Regions from separate parts of the Mus musculus genome. Here region 1 is linked to region 2. A link is a contact called in public Hi-C data. All regions are on one chromosome and are shown on one strand. Each heading gives the region's core, a stretch centred on a gene start, on an enhancer-like site or on the middle of the called end of the contact. The rest is flanking DNA. Distances are from core to core; before and after follow the strand shown. Region 1 overlaps Slc35f5 (solute carrier family 35, member F5). Region 2 overlaps Actr3 (ARP3 actin-related protein 3).

Evidence for each region. A called contact is a pair of places that touch in the nucleus more often than the background predicts.
Region 1: a Hi-C map of B cells shows a contact between it and region 2, with 3 times the contacts expected there. The contact joins two enhancer-like sites. A contact is called at or near these places in 6 of 39 promoter capture datasets (the C10 cell line, the HPC-7 cell line, hematopoietic stem and progenitor cells and 3 more), 2 of 15 datasets of contacts at CTCF or cohesin (CD8 T cells and the NIH/3T3 cell line), 17 of 484 Hi-C or Micro-C datasets (3T3-L1-derived adipocytes, the AML12 cell line, B cells and 12 more), 16 of 115 datasets of contacts at active chromatin or transcription factors (the HPC-7 cell line, bone marrow-derived macrophages, effector CD8 T cells and 10 more) and 5 of 9 other capture datasets (adipose tissue, bone marrow-derived macrophages, embryonic stem cells and 2 more).

What each region holds. Positions count from the first base shown.
Region 1 is chr1:125,581,534-125,586,708 of GRCm38.p6, forward strand. It overlaps Slc35f5 (solute carrier family 35, member F5), which reads left to right. Exons shown (of 16, transcript NM_028787.5): 11 at 2,920-3,024; 12 at 3,541-3,700. Among named protein-coding and RNA genes, the nearest start is that of Slc35f5, 23 kb to the left of the region's middle. Within about 2 kb of position 2,633, at least 3 of the 459 cell types and tissues checked have an H3K27ac peak or open chromatin away from gene starts, as enhancers often do. A contact at or near this core is called in B cells, where this site is marked.
Region 2 is chr1:125,422,431-125,428,257 of GRCm38.p6, forward strand. All of the region lies in intron 1 of Actr3 (ARP3 actin-related protein 3), which reads right to left. Among named protein-coding and RNA genes, the nearest start is that of Actr3, 10 kb to the right of the region's middle. Within about 2 kb of position 4,426, at least 53 of the 459 cell types and tissues checked have an H3K27ac peak or open chromatin away from gene starts, as enhancers often do. A contact at or near this core is called in B cells, where this site is marked.

The DNA of each region.
Region 1 (5,175 bases), core at 1,383-3,882, 160 kb after region 2:
TGATAGACAACATTGAATTTTGATCCACTGCCTACATTTAGCAAAACCAAAGGTAACTAGAGCTCAAATTAGTTAACTTCTCTAGATATTTGAAGTTCATGGAATAGAGCAGTGTTTACCAAACTCTTTGTGGTTACTGCCTAGTCACCTGTGCTTTGACCTATATCTCCTCTTTCTGACCCAGAGTCACTTTGTGTATGTAAAACACAATATACATTTGTTTTTTGAGCACAAGATTTTGTTAACAGGCTTTAAAATTTTTGATAATAGGGAATGGAGAGATGGCTTAGTGGTTAAGAGCACCAACTGCTCTTCCGAAGGCCCTGAGCTCAGATCCCAGCAACCACATGGTGGCTCACAACCATCCTTAATGTAATGAGATCTGACGCCCTCTTCTGGTGCATCTGAAGACAGCTACAGTGTACTTACATATAATAAATAAATCTTTAAAAATTTTTTTGATAATAATAGAAATAGACTTAAATATTGTTCTTCTGAGTAGCTTAAACTATTGAGTATGGTTACTTGGCACATTGTTGAATTGTTTTTGAAGGCTTATATAATGGTCATTGAACTCGAGTTAATCAAGACAGAGAATAATTATTCACACACTGTGAGACTCACATTATATTGTACATTTTCAACCAATTATATGCATATATGTTTGTAGTTTGCAAAGAGTTCTTGGTTTAAAATAAAATAGGAGAATTATAAAATAAAGCCACTAGAGAAGAAATTAAAGACATATTTTAACCTTTGCTTGCATATACGGTGTGTTTTTTGTGTACACGTGGGTGTGCATGTGTAACACAAGGCTTGAGTAGAGGTCAGAGGACAACCTCAGGTGCTGGTCCTTGATTTCTTCCATGTTTTCGATGGGCTTTTTTGTTAGTTGTCACTGTGTATGTCTGGCTGCTGGCTTGTAAATGTCCTGGGAGTCTTGTCTTTGTCCCCCATCTCATTGCAGGAGTTCTGGGATTAAAGATGCAGCACCTCTACGTCTGACTTGATGTGGGTCATGGGCATTCAAACTCACTTCCTCAAGCCTGTGGGCTCTGTCCCCAACCCGCAATACTGTATTTAACATTAGTAAAGGTTACATTCTCTAAAGCAGAAGACAAATCAGTGGAGACTTAGCAGAGTAGAAAGTGGTGGCGCACGCCTTTTTTGTTTTTGTTTTTTTTTTAATTAGATATTTTCTTTATTTACATTTCAAATGCTACCCCGAAAGTTCCCTATACCCTCCCCCAACCCTGCTTCCCTACCCACCCATTCCCACTTCTTGGCCCTGGCATTCCCCTGTATTGGGGCATATAAATTTTGCAAGACCAAGGGGCCTCTCTTCCCAAGAATGGCCGACTAGGCCATCCCTCAGCTACATATGCAGCTAGAGGCATGAGCTCTGGGGGTACTGGTTAGTTCATATTGTTGTTCCACCTATAGGATTGCACACCCCTTCAGCTCCTTGGGTACTTTCTCTAGCTCCTCCACTGGGGGTCCTGTGTTCCTGTATTTGCCAGGCACTGGCATAGCCTCACTCAAGACACCTATATCAGGGTCCTTTCAGCAAAATCTTGCTGGCATATGCAATAGTGTCTGGGTTTGGTGGCTGATTATGGGATGGATCCCCAGGTGGGGTAGTCTCTGGATGGTCTATCCTTTCGTCTTAGCTCCAAACTTTGTCTCTGTAACTCCTTCCATGGGTGTTTTGTTCCCTATTGTAAGGAGGAATGAGTATCCACACTTTGGTCTTCATTCTTCTTGATTTTCTTGTGTTTTGCAAATTGTGTCTTGGGTATTCTAAGTTTCTGGGCTAATATCCACTTATCAGGGAGTGCATATCAAGTGACTTCTTTTGTGATTGGGTTACCTCACTAAGGATGATATCCTCCAGATACATCCATTTGTCCAAGATCCCAGCACTTGAGAGGCAGAGGCAGGCAGATTTCTGAGTTCGAGGCCAGCCTGGTCTACAGAGTGAGTTCCAGGACAGCCAGGGCTACACAGAGAAACCCTGTCTCGAAAAAATAAAAACAAAACCAAAAAACAAAACAAAACAAAAAAACAAAAACAAAAAAACACCAAAAAACCCCAAACAAAAACAAAAACAAACAATCGAAAGAAGGAAAGAGAGAGAGAGAGAGAGAGAGAGAGAGAGAGAGAGAGAGAGAGAGAGAGAGAGAGAGAGGGAGGAAGGAAGGAAGGAAGGAAGGAAGGAAGGAAGGAAGGATGGATGGATGCTAGAGGAAGCGGTGGGACCTATGGATGTGGTGGTGGAGAATCTGTGTTCACATGGAAGGATGGAAAGAACAAGGTCACGCAGTGGGTTAGAGGTGGAAAGAAGCACCTGTAAGATTGTACAATAGTGTGTGTGTGTCAAAGGGGTTCAAGGCAGAGCAGCTGTTGCTCACCCTGTGAGCTGCTGGAGGTCGAATGATCCTTTCACAGAGGTCACTGAGACTTCAGAGGTCAGAAAATACAGATATTTACATTATGACTTATAACTAGCAAAATTACAGTTATGAAGTATCAACAAAGTGGATTTATGTTTGGAGGTCACCACAGCATGAGGAACTGTGTTAGGAAGGTTAAGAATCAGTGATGTAGAGAAAAAAGGAAGTGTGTGCTTCAAAATAAAGACAAACTCTTACTTACCTGACTTTCACTGTTAGAATTTGTGTGGTTATTTGGTTAGGTCTCCAAGGCAAATGCTTTTGCTTATATTGGTTAATCCATTCAGTCCCTTCCTACCCTGCTGGAGGATCTGGATGGAATGAGTTAGTTTTGGTTTTCCATTTGTGCGTGCTCATTTCTTTACTTAGTATCAGTGTATTATCAGACTCTCAGTGTATGTAGTAGGATATGTTGAATGAGTTCTGAATGGAGGCAACAGTTTAAATCGTGCGTTGGTTTTTACAGGTTCCATTTGGTCCCTTGCTGGAGCTATGTTCTATGCTGTCTACATTGTGATGATCAAGAGAAAGGTAGACAGAGAAGATAAATTGGATATTCCAATGTTCTTTGGCAAGTACATGTTTAATCTTTTAGGCTATTTACTTGACATTATAAATCCATAGGTCATTCTTTGAGAGAATATGGAGGCATTTTTTTTCTCCTCCACATGATTTTATTTTATTTTTCTAATATTATGGATTCCAGGCTCTCTCACTGAGCTTTCTGGAGCTCACAATTCAGCCAGACTAACTGGCTAGTGGGTCCTAGGGAGCCATGCCTGCATGTCCACAGAGATGAGCGTGCCAGTGTGCAGCGAGGGCCTGCTGAGGATTCCACTCTGGCTTGAGCAGCAGGCATTTTACTGGCCGAGCTGGCTCCCCAGCCAAGCTGCAGTTACCAGTTACCAGTGCTTGGTGTGGTATTTTCCTGCTATTGATCTGTTTGTAGAAACTGATAGTCAACCAACACCTCCTCCAATTAAGCAACTCACTGAAGCCCCTTGGGGGCTCTCATGTTTCTCATAGTGTTGCTAAGTTTGGAAAATTGAAGTCAGTCATGATTTTAACTTGTCTCTTTTCTCCTCAGGTTTTGTAGGTCTGTTTAATCTGCTGCTCCTATGGCCAGGGTTCTTCTTACTGCATTATACTGGCTTTGAGGACTTTGAGTTTCCCAACAAAGTGGTACTGTTGTGTATCATTATCAACGGCCTCATCGGAACAGTTCTGTCCGAGTTTCTGTGGTTATGGTAGGCTATGTTATTTCTCCTGCAGTTCATTGTCAGTGTGCTGACTTTTGAGTAGTTTGGACATTTCTGGGTCTTTGGAGTTCTGATGGTCCATTCTGTGCACTTCCTTTCCACATACATACTTGTAATTGAATATATTTACTCTAATAGAGCACGAATGGACTTTGATTTTAATTTTTGTGGGCCCATTGCAAAGAGGACACATAGAAAGAAGCTCAAAAGTGTCTGTTTAATAAATGAATGAATACAAATATGTGAATGAATACTCTGTTCCCTCCTGCCGCTGTGAGAAAACACTGACCAGAAGTGACCTAGGGCAGGTTGCAGCCCAACACTAAGGAAGTTGGAGCAGGACCTTAACATTAATCATCAGTTAAGACAATATTGTAACAGCCACGACACAGGTCAGTCAGTCCAATTTAGACTCTAAGCCAGCAGTTCTCAACCCTTTCAGGATCAAATGACCCTTTTACAGGAATCACATATCAGATATCCTGCATGTTAGCTATTTACACTACATTTCATAACCATAGCGAATTACAGTTATCAAGTTATCAACGACATAATTTTATGGTTGGGGTCACTACAATATGAGAAACTATGTTAAGGGTCATAGCAGTAGGCAGGTTGAGAACCCGTGCTTTAGGCTGTATTAAATTGACCGCAGAAGCTAAGCAGGACAATACAAATCATTTAAATTGGTAAAAATGCTTTCAAGGTTTTGGTTGACATGTATGGAACTGTCAAAAAATAAAAGATTTTTATTTTTAAAATGCAGATTTGGAGGCTAGGATGATGGCTCAGTTGATAAGTTCTTGCTGCATACATGAGGGTCTGAGTTTGGATCTCTAGGCAGAGTGGCATGCATCTCTAACACTAAAATGGGAGCACAGAGATGGAGTCAGCCATGGAACCTGCTGGCCAGCTAGCTTAGCTGAGCCCGTGAGCTCTAGGTTCATTGAGAGAACTTGTCTGGAAAATAGGTGAAGAGGGAAACGGAATGAATGGTGACCTCTGGCTTACATGTGCACACGTGTGTACATGCCCTATAAAGAGTAGTAGTATACCAATGAAAGTTGCTGTGGAGGAATGGACATCCAGACATAGAAGCTGGGAGTGCCAATGTGAATTCCTGGATTCTTAGTGGACTCTGGGATTGCTTACTTAGGGAGGAGCGTGGGCATATTTGGTTGTTCAAGGGATTTTTTTGTTGTTAAGTTTATATTCAATACACTGCAAATTAATGAACCAGATCTGGAAATCATGAATGAATTAACTTGGGATGATAGCATATGTTACAATTTTTTCTCTTTTAATGACAGTAGGTTTGAGCTCAGCATCCCATATGGAGTTTGTGAGACTTCCATTATAGTCTTAGTCTTAGTGCTGTTTCTCAGATTGAAGATTTAAGAGGTGGGCCTTGTGGTACAAGCTTATCAGTTTCTTAAAGTTGATGTGTGATTTCAATTTTAACA
Region 2 (5,827 bases), core at 3,176-5,675:
AAACCCTGTCTCGAAAAACAAAACAAAATAAAAAAACAAAACAGAAAATACCAATAGATTATAAACGTGAAACCACCTAAAGGAATATGGATCATACTTTAAAATGGAATGGATTAAAATGAGCTGTGATAAAAGCCAAAGAACAATCAATATATTAATATTCTGAACACAGCAGATGATTCAGAAAGGGCAGAGCATTAAGTGGTGGTGGTATGGGCCTGTGACCCCAGCTCCACTTGTCTCCAGATAAACTTGTGAAGGCTGAGAATGAGCCTCAGTGGTAGTAGATTTATACATATGAACCAGACCTTGGGGTTCAATCCCCAGTATTACAGAGGGAGTTAGGAAGAGAGACTAGGATGACACTAGTTTTCTTTCAGCATTTCCCAGACTGCACAACACAACAAACACAAGGTCATAGCACCTTAGAATGGAATGTATTCATTCACCCCACTGCATCTGTGAAACCCATTTTCTAAAATTTCTTAGCAGCTGAAAGCCTATGAAAAACCTGCTTCTATCCTTACATAGCATGGTATATTGTATACAATTTTACAATCCAGCTGGAAGTCAAAGATGTCTACAGATTAATCCCAGTACAACCTCCTGTTAAATAAAAAGCTCAGTTTCCACTGTTTTCTCTTTATTCTATAACCAAACTCAAAAAGTAGAGTCCACAATTAAGAACTTTAGAGTAAGAATGCCATAGCTAATTTACAGGAGAGCTTGAAGCAAATATTAGCTGGAAAAACAAATCACTGCTTAGCAAGCTTTCTACTCTACAACTCCAAGCTTTTTCTCTCTACCTGCAAGTAAATGATCAAGCTTACACAAAAAGCCTGGTAGAATACTGAGAGAAAATCTGAACCCTCAGTCAACAGAGACACCACTATTCTAGTTCCTTCAAGTTCAATTCTTGGAATCTGGGAGGAACTTAGGATCAAAAGGACACAGGAGAGACACGAACAATGGCCCACTCCAGAAGCTTAGTATGGGGAGGTTGGAGCAGAAGGTTCTTGAATTTGAGGCCAAGTTGATGATCAGAACTAGTCTCAGGCTAACCTATATTACCCTAGCAAGGACAACCACCAAATGAATGAATGAATGGATGGATGGATGGATGGAAGGAAGGAAGGAAGGAAGGAAGGAAGGAAGGAAGGAAGGAGATGCTTCTACCATTTGAAGTTTAGATCCTGATCCTATACACATCAATAATGATAGACTGTAAGATCACAGAAATAGACTTCTAATCTTTTTATGTAAGTTCACAAGGCTCTCATAAAATTGTAAGTAACAATAGACAGCACTTCACTTTCCAAGGATCAGTGAATTTCCCTCCCCAAATGACTTGTCTTCCGTACACCTCCTTACATGCTGTTAAGACCTAGGCGTTAATATTTTACCCACATGCCTCTATCCATTCCTGGAATAATCTCTTCCAAAATTCCCAATCCATAAGGCAATACTTGTCCAACATTACAGATCACGGCAGTAAATACTTCCCCCCATGAAAGCCAATCACAAAAGGCTACAAATTTACATTTCCAATGCTATACCAAAAGTCCCCCATAGCCACCCACCCCCACTCCCCTACCCACCCACTCCCCTTTTTTGGCCCTGGCGTTCCCCTGTACTGGGGCATATAAAGCTTGCGTGTCCAATGGGCCTCTCTTTCCAGTGATGGCCGCCTAGGCCATCTTTTGATACATATGCAGCTAGAGTCAAATTTTATGCTTCTATTTTTTGTGAAATCCCAAAAGTTGATAAAAGGACAGAAAGTGAATCAGAAAGAATATGCCAAGTATTGAGGCCAGAAGGAATGACTTGCTAGTGAGCCCTGAGTGAGGAAAATGCTCCCAACTGATGATTGTAATACCTAGTGAACATGCTAAAAACTACTCAAATGTAAGCCTTTACACATCACAGCTAACAGGTCTGATCTCTGATCTCATTGCCTAGGTATATGAAGCAGTGCCTGCCATACAGCATGCACTGTATCTTTTCTCGCATTTCCTTAGCTTTTCTGCTGTAGTGGGTGCTTTAATTTTTTTCCTTCCAAAATCTAATTTCCAATCCCAACTGACAGGAACCACTTGTGAGAATTACGTCTTGGTAGGAGGTAAAACTTCAGTCTTGTATGAGAGGAAGAGACACTAACTCATCACACATCAGGGACAAACTCTCCAATACATGCTCTAACTCCAGCTAGTGTGATCAGAACTTAGAATCCTGAGTGTAGCAAGGGCTCAGCTTAGGGCTCATGCTGTTCTGCAGCACATCTCTGTCTGGACTCTCTTTTGTTCCTGCACTCAGTTCCTGGACTCTTTTCTTTTTACAGTCTTGGAGTAATTTTGTTATGTATCCAAAGTGTCTACAGCAAAACTAAGGTATGTTTCTTTTGATTCTTCTTAGTCTTCCTAACAATTTTAAATTTTATCTCCCCCTTTGAAAAGCTCAATCTTTTTTTTTGTTTTACAAATGGCTTTTGCTATTGCAAAGGAACCTGACACAAAGTGAGCAGGGTCATTCACACATACTGACAAGGACAGTCACAGGATAAAAGAATTCAGCTTTAAAAGACAATTTTCTAAAATCTATACAGCAGATTAGATTGCCTTTTTTTTGTTGTTTGTTTGTTTGTTAGTTTGTTTTTGTTTTTTGAGATAGGTTTTCTCTGTGTGGCCCTGGCTGTCCTGGAACTCATTCTGTAGACCAGGCTGGCCTAAGGTATTCTAGAGACAATAAAAGTTTCAGTCATTACTAATTATTTGCTGTTTCATTTCAACTACACAATCATTATTTCAGAGCCACAGAACAAGGCCTCAGAGTCTAGTTAACTTTTCTTTACCCAAAGAAGTGCATTTTCCTAAATTCAATGATTTATCTTACTAGATTTTGTATGGTGGCTGACAATAAAGGACCGATAGGACCTCAGGTGTCCCAAGCTAGCCTTAAACTCACTGTGCAGCCAAGGATGACCTTGTACTCCTAACCCTTCTGCATTCCCACAGTGCTGGGGCTATAAGTGTACTCCACCTCACACTCAGTTCCTTTTCAATGCACAGTAGATACTTTCAAACTCAAACTGCAAAAATAGAGTCCCTTTCCTTTTGACATTTAACTAATAAAAATTATTTCCCTAACTGACCTATCTAAAATTAATCTGCAACTGTCAACATGTTCACTAGACACAGTATTTATTCTCAGAATACTGAAGTGAACCATACACAATTCCTCATTTAATCTGCAGTGTAATTGGTCACTATAACCTTTCTACACATTGCATGTTTATACGTGTAGGCATAACGGTATTGTGTACTGTGTAAAGATTATACTTGCATTATTCTGTCCCCATGTCTTGTTGCAATCAGGACATGGCATTGCAATGCTTATTCTAAGCAGCTGCTATTTTGAAGTTTGAATAAACATTGCTTCCCACTTATTCTCTGACTTGTCAATAAAAGCTGATCAGCCAATGGCTGGGCAGAAGAGAGACTAGGGCTGGACTTCTCTGCCAGCCAGGAGAAGACAGACAAGGGGAGGATGAGAGAGAGGATTCACCAAGAGGAAGGGGTCTGGAGAGACATCGTGGGGAAAAAAGACCTGAACACCTGAAGCCCAGAGAGCCAGACCAATACTAAAATGCAAGTATCTTGGGGATTTTGGCTGGGAGGTAGCCAGATTAGTTTAGAGGATTAGATTATTAACTGCCCAGTTATGCCAGTTGCCATAAAGCTTGATTAAATAAATCTTATAGTCTCAGTCTCATTCATTTGAGTTAGCCAGAAAAATCATCAACATCAAAATGCTTTTACAATACTAAATTTAGTAGTTCTACAGATAATTATTTTTTAAAGGATGGATGCTTTAAGAATAATTCTCTTTAAAACTGTATTAAAGATTTAACCACTTACTAAATACAGTATATTCCTGAACAATTTCTGGAAGGACTGTACCTTGGAGCTCAAACTCTAGATCAGTGATTCTCAACATATGGGTCATGACTCCTTTGGAGGCCAAAGGGCCCTTTCACAGGGGTCACATATCAGCAGCTATCTTGCATATCAGATATTTACAATTCATAACAGTAGTAAAATTACACAGTTATGAAGTAGCAGCGATGTAATTTTATGGTCAGGTCACCACCACAAAAAGGGAACTGTATTAAAGAGAGGCAGCCGTTAGGAAAGCTGAGAACCACTGCTCTAGATCTACTCAATACCTCAGAATCCTTACTTTTAAAATACAAATACACAAAATGTATCTATTTCTGTAAGGAATAGCTATCTCAAAAACAAACTTACAAAGGAGCTTAAAATGGCTGATTTCCACAAACCACTCAACTTCTGTGGTTACTTGAATGAAGGAGAAAGGTGCTAACAGGAGATGTGGTCTTGTTGGAGGAGTGTCACTGGGGGCAGTTCTAAGGTTTCACCACACCCACTCAGAGGTAATGCCTGCTTGCCCTCCCCCACTACAGTCTCCAGTGCAGTGCTCAGCTCTATGATTAATTCTATGTGAATAATTAGGTACTTCACTTAAATCTTTTAAAAGAAAAATTCATTACAATTTGTCTTAGGGTTTCTATTCCTGCACCAAACATCATGACCATGTAGCAAGTTGGGGAGAAAGGGTTTATTCAGCTTACACTTCCAACTTCCACATTGCTGTTCATCACCAAAGGAAGTCAGGACAGTAACTCACACAAGGCAGAACTTGGAAGCAGGAGCTGATCAGGAACCATGGAGGGTGCTGCTTACTGGGTGCTGCTTACTGGGTGCTGCTTACTGGCTTGCTTCCCCTGGCTTGCTCAGCCTGCTTTCTTATAGAACCCAGGACCACCAGCCCTGGGGACAGCACCATCCACAACTGGCTAAGGCCCTCCCCTCTTGATCACTAATTGAGAAAATGCCTTACAGCTGGATCTCATGGAGGCATTTCCTCAAGGGAGGCTCCTTTCTCTGTGATAACTCCAGCTTGTGTCAAGTTGACACACAAAACCATCCAGTACACAGTTTCACTTAATTTATGAAAGTAATACAAAGTAAATAAATTCTTTAAAAAATTGCTTACGAGACACGTTATATTTACTTAAAATAATTTCTAAACTTTAAACAACCAAGTATTTGTTCTCTGGTTTGGTTTAGATTAATACTAAAAACATAGTTTACATTTTCACAGTTTAAAAATTAAGCCTAAATGTAAGGTCTTTGTATCCCAAATTCCTCGTCTTAAAAACCCTTTGTTCATAGTTAACACTGGGACAATGCATAGTGTTGTAGTTTCTTAAGAGGTGGAAACAAAAATATATTATCTTTTAAAAAGAAAGCAAAAGGATTTAGGAAGAAAATGAAGGAATGTTCTGAACCAGCACATCTCTGTATGTTCAGGTACCTGGGTAAAAGAAGACACAGTACACAAACTCATTGCCACTCCTTTACTGGTTTCAAGGAACTGGTATGAAAAAGCTAATAAGACAATAATAAAGAAAATAAGACAATGGATCGAGACTGATTTGGGAGAAAAACTCTAAAACAACAACAACAACAAATCATTAAAATTTCACAAAATGCCTCTTGAGAACAAAAGAATGTCATCTGTCTTTTTTGCTCCAGTGATTATTATAAAATGGGTTTTTTTTAGTTTGTGTGTGTGTGTGTGTGTGTGTGTGTGTGTGTGTGTGTGTGCCTTAGGATGTAAAGGCCCACATAGGTACACAACAACCAAATACAAAGTATTTGTAATCATCACTTTTTTTCTAAAGAACCAAATTTATAACAGTAACATCACCTATCTTACACTGCCTAACTCATGAATATTTAAAGAC